Linked DNA regions of Sus scrofa: region 1 is linked to region 2. Evidence: chromatin contacts called from public HiChIP or PLAC-seq data. All regions are on one chromosome and are shown on one strand. The core of a region is the stretch at or near the end of the contact, and the rest is flanking DNA. Distances in the headings are between cores, read along the strand shown.

Region 1 (5,370 bases), core at 871-3,370, 84 kb after region 2:
ACAACAACAACAAAAAGACAAAAAAATAAATAAATAAATAAAAGATTGAATTGTTTCCTCTTGCACAACTTAGAGTTTGATAAGGTATGCTTTGATCTTAAATCTCACATAAAAATTGGGGAAATAGGAATAATTTCTGAGAATCACCGACTTTTGCAGCATTAGTATATCTTCTGAATTCCTTTAGAAAATATTTTAATTCAAGCTACCAGCCACTAGTTTTAGGTAAACTGAGGTTCCCTTAATCTGATGGGGATGTAGTGTACATTGGTCAGTCTCAAGTTTGAACTCTAGTTTATGGCTTTAGATTGCCAACTGATCCTTGACTTCAAAAATAATAAATATATTCTTTTCTGATTGCAAATTAACTATTTTTGACCTCTTTACACACAGCCAAACCTTATCTGATAGTGTTCTAGGGGCTGGGCATAAAACAGTAAATAAGACAGGCTTGCTCTCATGGAGCATATATTCTAAGGATATTTATTTATTAAAAAATAAAAAGTTTGGAGTTCTCTTATGGCTTAGCAAGTCAAGGATCCAGTGTTGTTACTGCAGCAGCTTGGGTTCCACTGTGGCACGTGTTCTATCCCTGGCCCAAGAATTCCCACATGCCATGGGTGCAGCTACAAAATTAATAATAACCAAAATTTTTAGGAGGTCCCACTGTGGTTCAGCAGATTAAGAACCTGACTAGTGTCCATGAAGATGCAGGTTCAATCCCTGGCCTCGCCCAGTCGGTTAAGAACACGGTGTTGCTGCAAGCTGCAGCGTAGGTCTCACATGTAGCTCAGATCTGGTGTTATCATGGTTGTGGTGTAGGCCGGCAGCTGCAGCTCCAATTCAGCCCTAGCCTGGGAACTTCCATATGCTGTAGGTGTGGCCATAAAAAGAAAAAAAAAGCTTTATGTATCTATGTTCTGTTATAAAAATAAAATTTATATTTTGGTAGAACTGTCCCCCATCGAGCTTCAAAATGTCTGGGTGGAGTAATCATACTACAGAGTTCTTCATTCATGCATATTTACTTGTTGGTTTGTGGTGTTTTGCCTTTTGTCATATATTGTTAAAATATGAGATAGTGTTAACATAAACAAGTTAGAATCCATTATATCAAATATGATCATCTACTACTATAGTTCACTGTGATAGGTGCTGAAGTTCAAACAGGGGGTAAGATGCTATCCCTCTCCTCAGCAGACTCACAGTGTAGTTGGGGAAATGGGACATATAAATACAACAGGTAAGTAACTCAACACTAGTTCAGTTCAGCAGTTTATTGAGTGCCTGCTATGTGGTAGGAGGCACTGGGGTCTGTATTACTAACAGAGATGAAAAGGACAGATTCCTGCCCTCAAAGAACTCACTATTGAGACCAGGTTAAGTCAAACGGGGATTTATAATAGTGTGGAAAGTGTTGTTGGGGCATAGTAGGGTTTCCTATATTCTAAGTTGTTGAGGACAGAATAGAGTAAGAGTTGATAATAGAAGCTTAAACGAAAAAGACATTTTGGAATTAGCTAGGTAGGGAGGAAGGACAAGAAGGGCATAGCAAACGTATACCACATAGAAAGTTCAACTTTTACAAGAGCCCAGGGGTGAGAGAATTTGGTATAGTCAGGGAAACTGCAGATACTTCAGTATGACTGTAAGGTAGCATGGAATGTCATTGAAGAAATGAAAGACGAGGCTAGAGGATGAGAAAAATCCTTTTATTTTTCCTGGGGCTGATGAGTTGTCAAAGAATTTTAAACATTGGAGGGCACATCTTACAGATTTTCATGTGAGGCGGATGATTCGGATGCAGTATGTGAAGCATGGATTAAAGAAGGGGCTCGTATGAAGTGCCCAGTATTTGGTAGAGACTATGTAAAGGGATTTTAAATATGTAATATTTAATTATATGTATAATTCACTGTGGGTAATCAGAGTGAAAAGCTGCAGGAGAATTGAGATAGGATTTCCTGCGAGAAAGGGTACTTGACCTAGAGAAAATGAGAGGAAGAAAGCCCTTTTGAATTGGTTGTAAACAGTATGAACAGTGTGGTCCCCGGCATAGTCCCAGAGGCTGATTGAGTAGGAGATTCCTAAAGAAGGACTAGTTGGTGATAAAATTGGAAAGGTTAAGAACTTGATCCCCAGCAAGTCACTATTTTAGAACAAGGTGCCATGTCCCCTAGGTCCCATTATAGATTCTAACTCTAGTAACAGCATTTTGGAGAGCCAGGGGTAGTTGTGAAAGGGGTGAGGGGGTGGGGGGATTGGGAGGGATAGGGGTCACATTAGTTAGGATTTAAGGGCAGTAATCTGACCTGAATCTTAGTACAGCTGTCCTTGGTTTCACTACCTAAATCAATTTATTATCTTATTCCTAACATTTTAAAAGGTTTTATAAACATTCTGAGAATTTTGAACATACTTAGTATTCCACTGAATCTTGATTTCAGCCTCTTTTCCCTTGTTCTCTTTGAAATCTACATCATTCTGAGCTCAACAATATTTAGAAGTTTGCATGTAACCATTTTCTTACATACTTCGTTAGAACACCAAAGTAGTATTTGTGTTGTATGTTTTTTTATTGGTCAAGTACATAATTATTAGAAAATGTAGCACTTTCTAGAGACACTATTAAAACATGTTAATATAATTCTAGAATTTCTGTATGTGTGTATACATGTGTACATAACATACATATATACATTTAACAAAAAGGGGTAACATTGTATAAACTACTTTGTAACTTATCTTTCCAGGCTAGTAAATAAATAATGTGATTATCTTTCCATGCTAGTAAATAAATAAATTACTCAGTTACCTTCTGAATAAACAGATGGGGGCAGTGAGTAACAACTATCCAAATATCAAAACCTCATTGAATAATTAAATATTACCATCTTCCTATTTTTGTCAGCTTCAGTATCAGATACGGCACAGCAGCCATCTGAAGAGCAAAGCAAGTCTCTTGAAAAACCAAAACAAAAAAAGAATCGCTGTTTCATGTGCAGGAAGAAAGTGGGACTTACTGGTAAGGGCTTAAATCACATGGTTTAAAGTTAAGATTTTATTTAAGATGAGGCATGACATACTATTCCTGGCTTCAATTAAGATTGTTTCTGTTCCCATGAGAGTTAATACTGGATATACTTCACCTTCTGAATTTTCTTAAATGAAAGTAGCTTTAATCGTATCCCTAGAAGTGAGACAAATAGTTTTTCTTTTAAAAACTCATTTCAGACAAGTTTGAGAGTACTAGACAAGTAAGGTCAGCGTGTCATGCTATAAAAGGGCAGAGGTGTGGCTCCTGACTTGTGAGAGCTGAAATCTTGTGAGAGAGAATATTTAAGTACTTGGTGAGCTGCAAAGTACTTTCTCTATGTAAAATAGTTAGTCATAGGTTCGGAGGGTTCAGAGAGGTCATATATGTGTGGTGATAGCCCTGTGCTGACAGCAGTAATCTATACATGTTGACCACCACAACAGAGCTGTTAGATAATATTGTTAAGAGAGGGAGGAAAAAAATGTTGGCAATACTGCTTGGGCAAAGAACGTACATTTAAGTGAGTCACATTGCTTTGGGAATTCAAGGATGGGCATAATTATGTGGAAGAAGAAGAGCAGAGAGACTCATCAAAGAAAATACCATGAAGGTAGAATGTTTCAGCTGGGTCTTAAAAGATGAGGAAGGACATAACTGATGGAAATAGGGACATTTCAGACAGAAAAAAAAAAAACAGCTTGAACACATGCTCAGAGAAAGGAAAGAATAGGGCATGTTTAGGGATCATTAAATGGGAGATAGAGCACAAAATATGTGAAGATGGGTGTTGGATACCACCATCAGACAGACAGAGCGATAAGGCTAATGATGTGTACTGTGGCCAATTGGTGGAGAACTGTTGCATTTATAAATAGCTACCATTTATTGTTTACTCTGTGCCAGGCATTGTGCTGAATACTTTGTATAAAAAATGGTCATAAGAGCTGAGAAAAGTGATAAGATTTTGAATAAAATTATGTTTTAAGAAAATTTCTCTGTTTAAGGAGTAGATTGGAGATAAAGAGGAAAGGAAATTACAGTCTGATATCAGTGATGTTTAAGATTGGCCCATGCCTGGTGATCATTGTACAACTATAAATGTAATAAAATTCATTGAGTAATAAAAAAAAGAAATATGTATATATTTTTCCCTAAGTATTTTGAGAGTAGTTTAGCTCATCTTCATCTAATCTCTTTTATGACCTATTTTTTTTTCAGATTTTCTAAAATAAATGCGTGTTATTTTTATAATCAACAAAACCATTCATATAAAAAAAAAAGACTGGCTTAAGCCTTGACAAATGTGTTTTTTTAAAGAATACAAACATGAACAAATAAGGCATTTCAAACTCTGTGTATATTTAGTATCAAGTACTGTCTTAAAATCTCAGCAACTTAGGTTTCATGATTAGAAGGCTGTGACATAGTAATTTTCATCTTGTTCCATCTTGTCAGTCTAGTGTTATTCTTGGCTTCATTTTTCATTCATTATTATGAAATTACAGAGTATGTTTTTGAAGTTATAAAAAAATGTAAAGGGAGTTTACATCAAATTTCTCACAATTCTGTCATACCATAAAATTCGAATTTGAGTGTGCAGGACTGGTTTTATTTAAAGACTAGCCATACTGCATATATTATATCCCTTTTGGGTTCAATTCTTTAGGCATTTCCCTAAAATAGCACTTATTACATATTTACTATGTGTTAAGCACTTACTACTTCCTCATTTAATTCTTACAGTAACTAATTCTAAAGCTACAGATGCAGAAACTGAGGCTCACGTAGGCTAAGTAATTTGCCTACGTTAATAAGTAGATTCATGCCTAGGCAGTCTGACTAGATCTCATGCTCTTATTAATCACTCAGCCAGATTACAGTGTGCATCTCCATTGGAGGTTAACCAGGGAAAGCTAATACATTGTTTTATTTGTTAACAGTTCTGTCAGAAGTTTCGTCTTTCTTAATTAAATCTTAAGATTACCTTCTGACAACATGCTTATTTTTTTCACATTGTAGTATTTGAGAAATGCTTCGCATTTTCAATTTAGCAGTCCTGATTTTGATAGGAAGTAATTGTGGCTATGTCACAGGTGAAAAAGCTTGAGCTCAGGGAAGTGGTTATGACTTGTTTTGGAACAAACCTGTATTTGTAGGTGGGAACAAGAAATGAAGCTAATCGGCTAGTGAATTTTGAGAGTGTTATTATATTACGTCGTGAAACTGCTCTTTTTCTTCTGTTTGTTTAGGATAATTCTTTAGATTGCTGCTCTAAATACATGATCTTTTTAACATTAATTATGTTAAAGAATTTAATATTTAGACCTTCCATT
Region 2 (4,995 bases), core at 446-2,945:
TAACAAGCTCCACAGGAACTTGTCTTGTTTACCTGTACAGCCCAGAACCCAGTCCACAGCCTGCACAGAGGAAGCACTGCATATAAACACTTAATGAGTTGGTAAGCACAGGAGGCAAACACCAAGCATCAAAGTCAGTGGGGGCAGGAGAGGGTGGAGTTGGTTGTGAGTAAAACATGAGTCAACTGCCAGCCTCAGTTGGCACGGAAGAGGCTGAAAGCCAAGTGGGGCATACATACGCCAGTGGCATTTAAGAGTCACATCTGGAGACAAGCCCAGAACCAGCACAGGTGAGCAAGAATGCAGGTGCAAGAGGCACCAGAAGTCACAGAGTGAGCCCTCATCACCAGGAAGGGCTTCCTTTTGGCTGTTTTAAAGGTTCTGGCTTACACCTGCCAGGTCGTGCCATGCCCTTCAAAAGGAAGCACATACACCTGACACTCCACTGCTTCCCTACTGCTTTATAGCTCTGTGTGTTTGCATGTGTGTCTGTATGCTTCTGGGCTGAGTTCTTCTGGGACAAATGCACCCCCCCCCGGGGGTGGGGCTCCCTTTTCTACTAACCTCTGCCTCCTGCCAAAGCCCAGTGACCTCTTAGTAGGATCCAGTAGGTGTGCGTTGGAGGAATGAAAGGCCAGTAGAAGACCTGGCAGTCAGACCAGCTGTGGGGGTGGCCCCGAAACAAACAGAACCTTTGCCCAGAAATCTAGCAACAGAAGGCCCCATGGATGACTGTAGGGTTGTTGTCCAAATGCTTCCTGCTTGCCTGCTTAAAACTAGACTTCCTACAGTGTCTATTCCAGTCCTCTCGTTTTGACTTACCGTCTTTCAAAACGATCAGCTTCACCATGTCGTTCTGCCGTTTTGGCTTCTAGTTTCAGCAACAGCTAAATTGCATCTTGGTGCATTTACTGATTAAACATTTGCTGAGTCCCTATCATGTGCTACCTACTCAGTCATCGGACTCGAGATTCTGGAAGAGAATCTGGCGGGAAAGACAGTCAAAGGATAAACATGCACAGTCCAGAGTGATAAGAGACGAAAGTACCCAGGGAACCCTGGGAGCAGAGACCCTGACCAAAATAATGTTTGTTTGTTTTTTTCTGACTTCATTTCCTCATGTATAAGAGTGACGAAGGCATCAGAATTGGAGGAATTTGGGTCAGAGATGCTACTAATTGTTTCCCGCACACCTAAGCTACCTGATCCTTCAGAGCATCTGAGAACAAACACCAAGCCTGCAGCATTCAGGCTTCCAGGGCTCAAGCTCGGGGACTCGGCTGAGGTCAGCAATTACTCACTTTGTCTGTAGCCACCCCTCACTCTCGGCTGCCCAAGGACCTCAATCCTTGCGCCTCATCGCTCTAGTAAAGAGTCCGAGTTTGCCCAGGGCTGGTTCCGTTTTAGCACTGATCCAGGAAGCCCTTCGATCCTGGGGAAACCAGGACAGTTGAGCATCACCCTACAGCCCGTACCCTTTGCTGCACTTGTTGGTCTGCACACGGCCCAGAGCAGCTGTTCTGAGGCTCACAGTGGGAGAGGCGCTAACTGCTGCGCGGAAGGATCTTGGTGTCAGCACCTGCCGCTCTGACCTGGCGCCCTGCCAGCCCCGGCTCGCAGGCTCCAGGCTGTTCAAACCTGCTGCCTGCTGACTCAGCCACACCTCGCCTGCTGAGTCAGTCCTGACAGAGGCAGGAAGGGCAGCTTTGAGTCGAGTGTACTCCGTGGAGCGAGGGCCAATAACGAAAGAGTTAGGACTAGCCTGTGTCTCTCTGGCTTGGCGGGGCTTAGAGGAAGCCCTTGACCAAGGCCACATGCCTCCCTGCTCAAGTCTCCTGCGCTGCCCTTTGGACACAGGACCTCCAGACCCCAGAGCCCACCCTGGGGCCCTCACCCTGGGGCCCCCACGCTGCCTGGAACCTCGCCCTTCCACCCCCCACTCTCCAGGGACTCTTTAGTCAGGCCCCTTGGCAGGTCTCTGACAGCACTATGCCCCCCGGCCACCCTGATGTGGTCTAGCCTTGTTCCTGCCAGCTTCCCATGGCCCAGCGCCAGGGTGTCCGCCTCCTGGGCCCATCTCCAGTGTGTTGGCTGCCCAGTCGCCCACAGTCTGAAGTCTGGCAGCTGCCTGGACGAGGAGCCTAGGTTTTACCCTACACTTCCTCTGGGAAATCTATATGTTGACTTTTCTGAACCTCTGAGCTGGCAGCTCCTGCAGGTTCTGTCCCACCCCACCCAGCTGTACCTTCAGGGTCAGTTACAGTCAGGCAGCTGATGAGGTGAAAACGAGGCACCCGGGGAAGCTAAGCGTCAGTCCTTCCTCTTCTCCTTCCCAATCAACACATTTCCCACCACCTAGCAGCTGAGTCCCTGGAGAGCTGTGAGGCGGTGAAGGGTGCAGCATGAGGTTATTTTAGACTCAGCCTCAGAGCTGGAAGGAACCCTCTGGGTCACAGAGCCTGCCTCCCACCTGTGCGGGAAGCAACCTCGGGCACGATGCAGAGAGGTGGACTTTAGTCTTTGCCTAAATCGGCCTTGATGGGATGTTCACTCCCTTCCCTGTGTCTGGTTGGGCGGTGCCCATGGTTGGGAAGTTTCCCTTCATGGTCCTGTCTTACAAGGAAACCAGCCCTTTCTTGTACCTGCCATATTCCAGTACTGACTCCTAGATGAGCTGAGTGGGCTCCACTGTGTCTGGGGTAAGAGCTCTCCCAAAGGAAGTGCCCTGCCCTAGTTGTATTAATCAGGGGCCCAAGACGTGGCTGGCTCAAATTCAGATAATGTGAGGAAGACTTATGGACAAGGGGACTATTTATGAAGTTATGGGTGGGATATAGAACCACGGGGAGAAAGCACTGAGCTGCCTCAGCAGCAGTGGAGATCTTACTCCAGAGGCCCGAAGGAGTAAGGGAGGAACCTGGACAGAGGCAGTTCTGGACAGGAGGCTGCCCATCAGGACCAACTGGGCCTTTCCAAATACACTCCTCACCCGAGTCCCCTGGTGGTGGGGCCCACGGGCAGGAGCAGGGTCATCAAGTTTCTTGGAGCAACTACCAGTGAGTCCAGACTGGATGACCAGGACCTGCAGAAGAGAGAATCTGGATTTTACCTTCGAATTTACAGGCTGAGTCTGGGGCTGAGACAGAGCAAAATTTGAGGGCTTGGGATTCAGGCAGCTGCTGGTCTGAGCAGGTTGGCTGGGCAAAGTGCACCGACAGCCTGTAAGAGGCCCCGCAAATGGGATGAGTGCATGGGGCCTACTGAAATTGACCTCTGGCTGTGGTCCAGACTTGTGCTGCTCCCCGAGATCTCTCTGCTGCTCCAGACCCAGAATCCATTTCCTTGAGTAATAGACGAACCCTTCCTCTCCCCTCCTGCTCCTTCTGTCTGCCTGCGCTCTTCTGTGTCCCTAGCAGTACAGATGGTGACCCTGCCCTGTCCTAGTGGCTGGCCCTGCTCAACTATGGTGGTGTTTTGGGGCCTAGAACCTTGTTCTGGGGGCGCAGACACTGCCCAGTCTGTGAGTCAACCCAGGGCTTCTCAAACTGTAAGAGGCACAGAAATACTCTGGAGGAGCTTATTAAATTGCCAGCTCTGGGAGTTCCTACTGTGGCTCAGTAGGTTAAGAACCTGAGTATCCATGAGGATGCAGGTTTGATCCCTGGCTTGCTCAGTAGATTATGAATCCGGCGTTGCTGCAAGCTGTGGCGTAGGTTGCAGATGTGACTCGCATCTGGTGTTGTGGCTGTGGCATAAGCTGGCAGCTGCAGCTCCAATTTGACCTGTAGCCCAGGAACTTCTATATGCTGCAGGTGCAGCCCTAAAAAGAAAAGGAAAAAAAAATATATTGGCAACACTGATCCAGTAGGTCCTGGAGGACTCAGGTGATACACTTCTGACCGGCTCTCAGAGGATGCCCATGCTGCCTGTCCACAAGCCCCATTTGTGTAGCAAGGCGTTGACCCAGTGGTTCTCAAACTTTGGTTAGATCAGAATCACTTAGAAAACATGACAAAAGCACAAGGCCAGGGCCCTTTCTCCTCAGTGGGCTGGGTTAGCCCTCCAGGTGAGTCTGACACATACTAGTGTTTGAGAGCCATAGTAACGCGGGATCCAAGCTGCATCTGCGACCTAAACCACAGCTCACAGCAACGCCAGATCCTTAACCCACTGAGCAAGGCCAGGGATCAAATCCACAAACTCATGGTTCCTAGTCGGATTCGTTAACCACTGAGCCACGACGGGAACTCCCTTGTCTCTATTTTTAACATAAATAAGACCTTAACTGTTTAAAAATAGTACCTGTTTTGTGACTTGCCTTTTTCACTCTGTATATTTTTTAATTATTTTCATATTCAACTGTCTCTCTAGCTTTATTCACTTAACTTTCACAGATAGCTTACAAACTCTTTGTAAACTGAAATATTCGATTGAATAGATACAATTATTGAAACTCGCTCTGGCATCTCCTTGTTAATGTTGATATTTCTGATTTTAACTTAGTTTTAAAGTTATACAAATAGTATGTGAGCACATTCAAAGTGTAAAAAACTCGAGGTACAAAAAGAGCAAAATTTCAGTCTCCTTCCTTCCTTCCCCACTCATCTTCCCTGTCCAGCAATAGCTGCGAGTGACAGTCTTGTCTATGTATTGACATGTATGTATATATTTATTTACTTAATTGGAATCACACTGTACCTATTGGCCTGCAACTTGCTTTTGCCACACACACAGAAGTCAAAAGGGCTTTCACTAGCCCAGTCAATGCCTTTACCCTTAATGAGATTTAGAAAAAGGCACTCCTTCCTCAAAATATTTTTGTCAGTATATTATTGCACTGATCGGCTCTACCAACGGTGTGCGCCAGAGCATGGCAGGCAGCAGCCTGGATGTGTACCTACAGCACCTGTGCTCTCATCCACTTGTACCCTGAACTCCCTGGCCACCGGGGTCCTTGGGTGCATATCTCTAAAGGTTGCACACTCCATCCCCAGG

Evidence for each region. HiChIP or PLAC-seq counts read pairs in DNA pulled down with a chosen protein or histone mark.
Region 1: a contact with region 2 is called in an H3K27ac HiChIP or PLAC-seq map of skeletal muscle. The contact joins two enhancer-like sites. A contact is called at or near these places in 2 of 2 datasets of contacts at active chromatin or transcription factors (alveolar macrophages and skeletal muscle).

What each region holds. Positions count from the first base shown.
Region 1 is chr7:49,028,386-49,033,755 of Sscrofa11.1, forward strand. ZFAND6 (AN1-type zinc finger protein 6) reads left to right here. Exons shown (of 6, transcript XM_021098857.1): 5 at 2,912-3,025. Among named protein-coding and RNA genes, the nearest start is that of FAH, 17 kb to the right of the region's middle. Within about 2 kb of position 2,121, at least 1 of the 83 cell types and tissues checked has an H3K27ac peak or open chromatin away from gene starts, as enhancers often do. A contact at or near this core is called in skeletal muscle, where this site is marked.
Region 2 is chr7:48,945,141-48,950,135 of Sscrofa11.1, forward strand. No RefSeq gene overlaps it. Among named protein-coding and RNA genes, the nearest start is that of ZFAND6, 20 kb to the right of the region's middle. Within about 2 kb of position 1,696, at least 61 of the 83 cell types and tissues checked have an H3K27ac peak or open chromatin away from gene starts, as enhancers often do. A contact at or near this core is called in skeletal muscle, where this site is marked.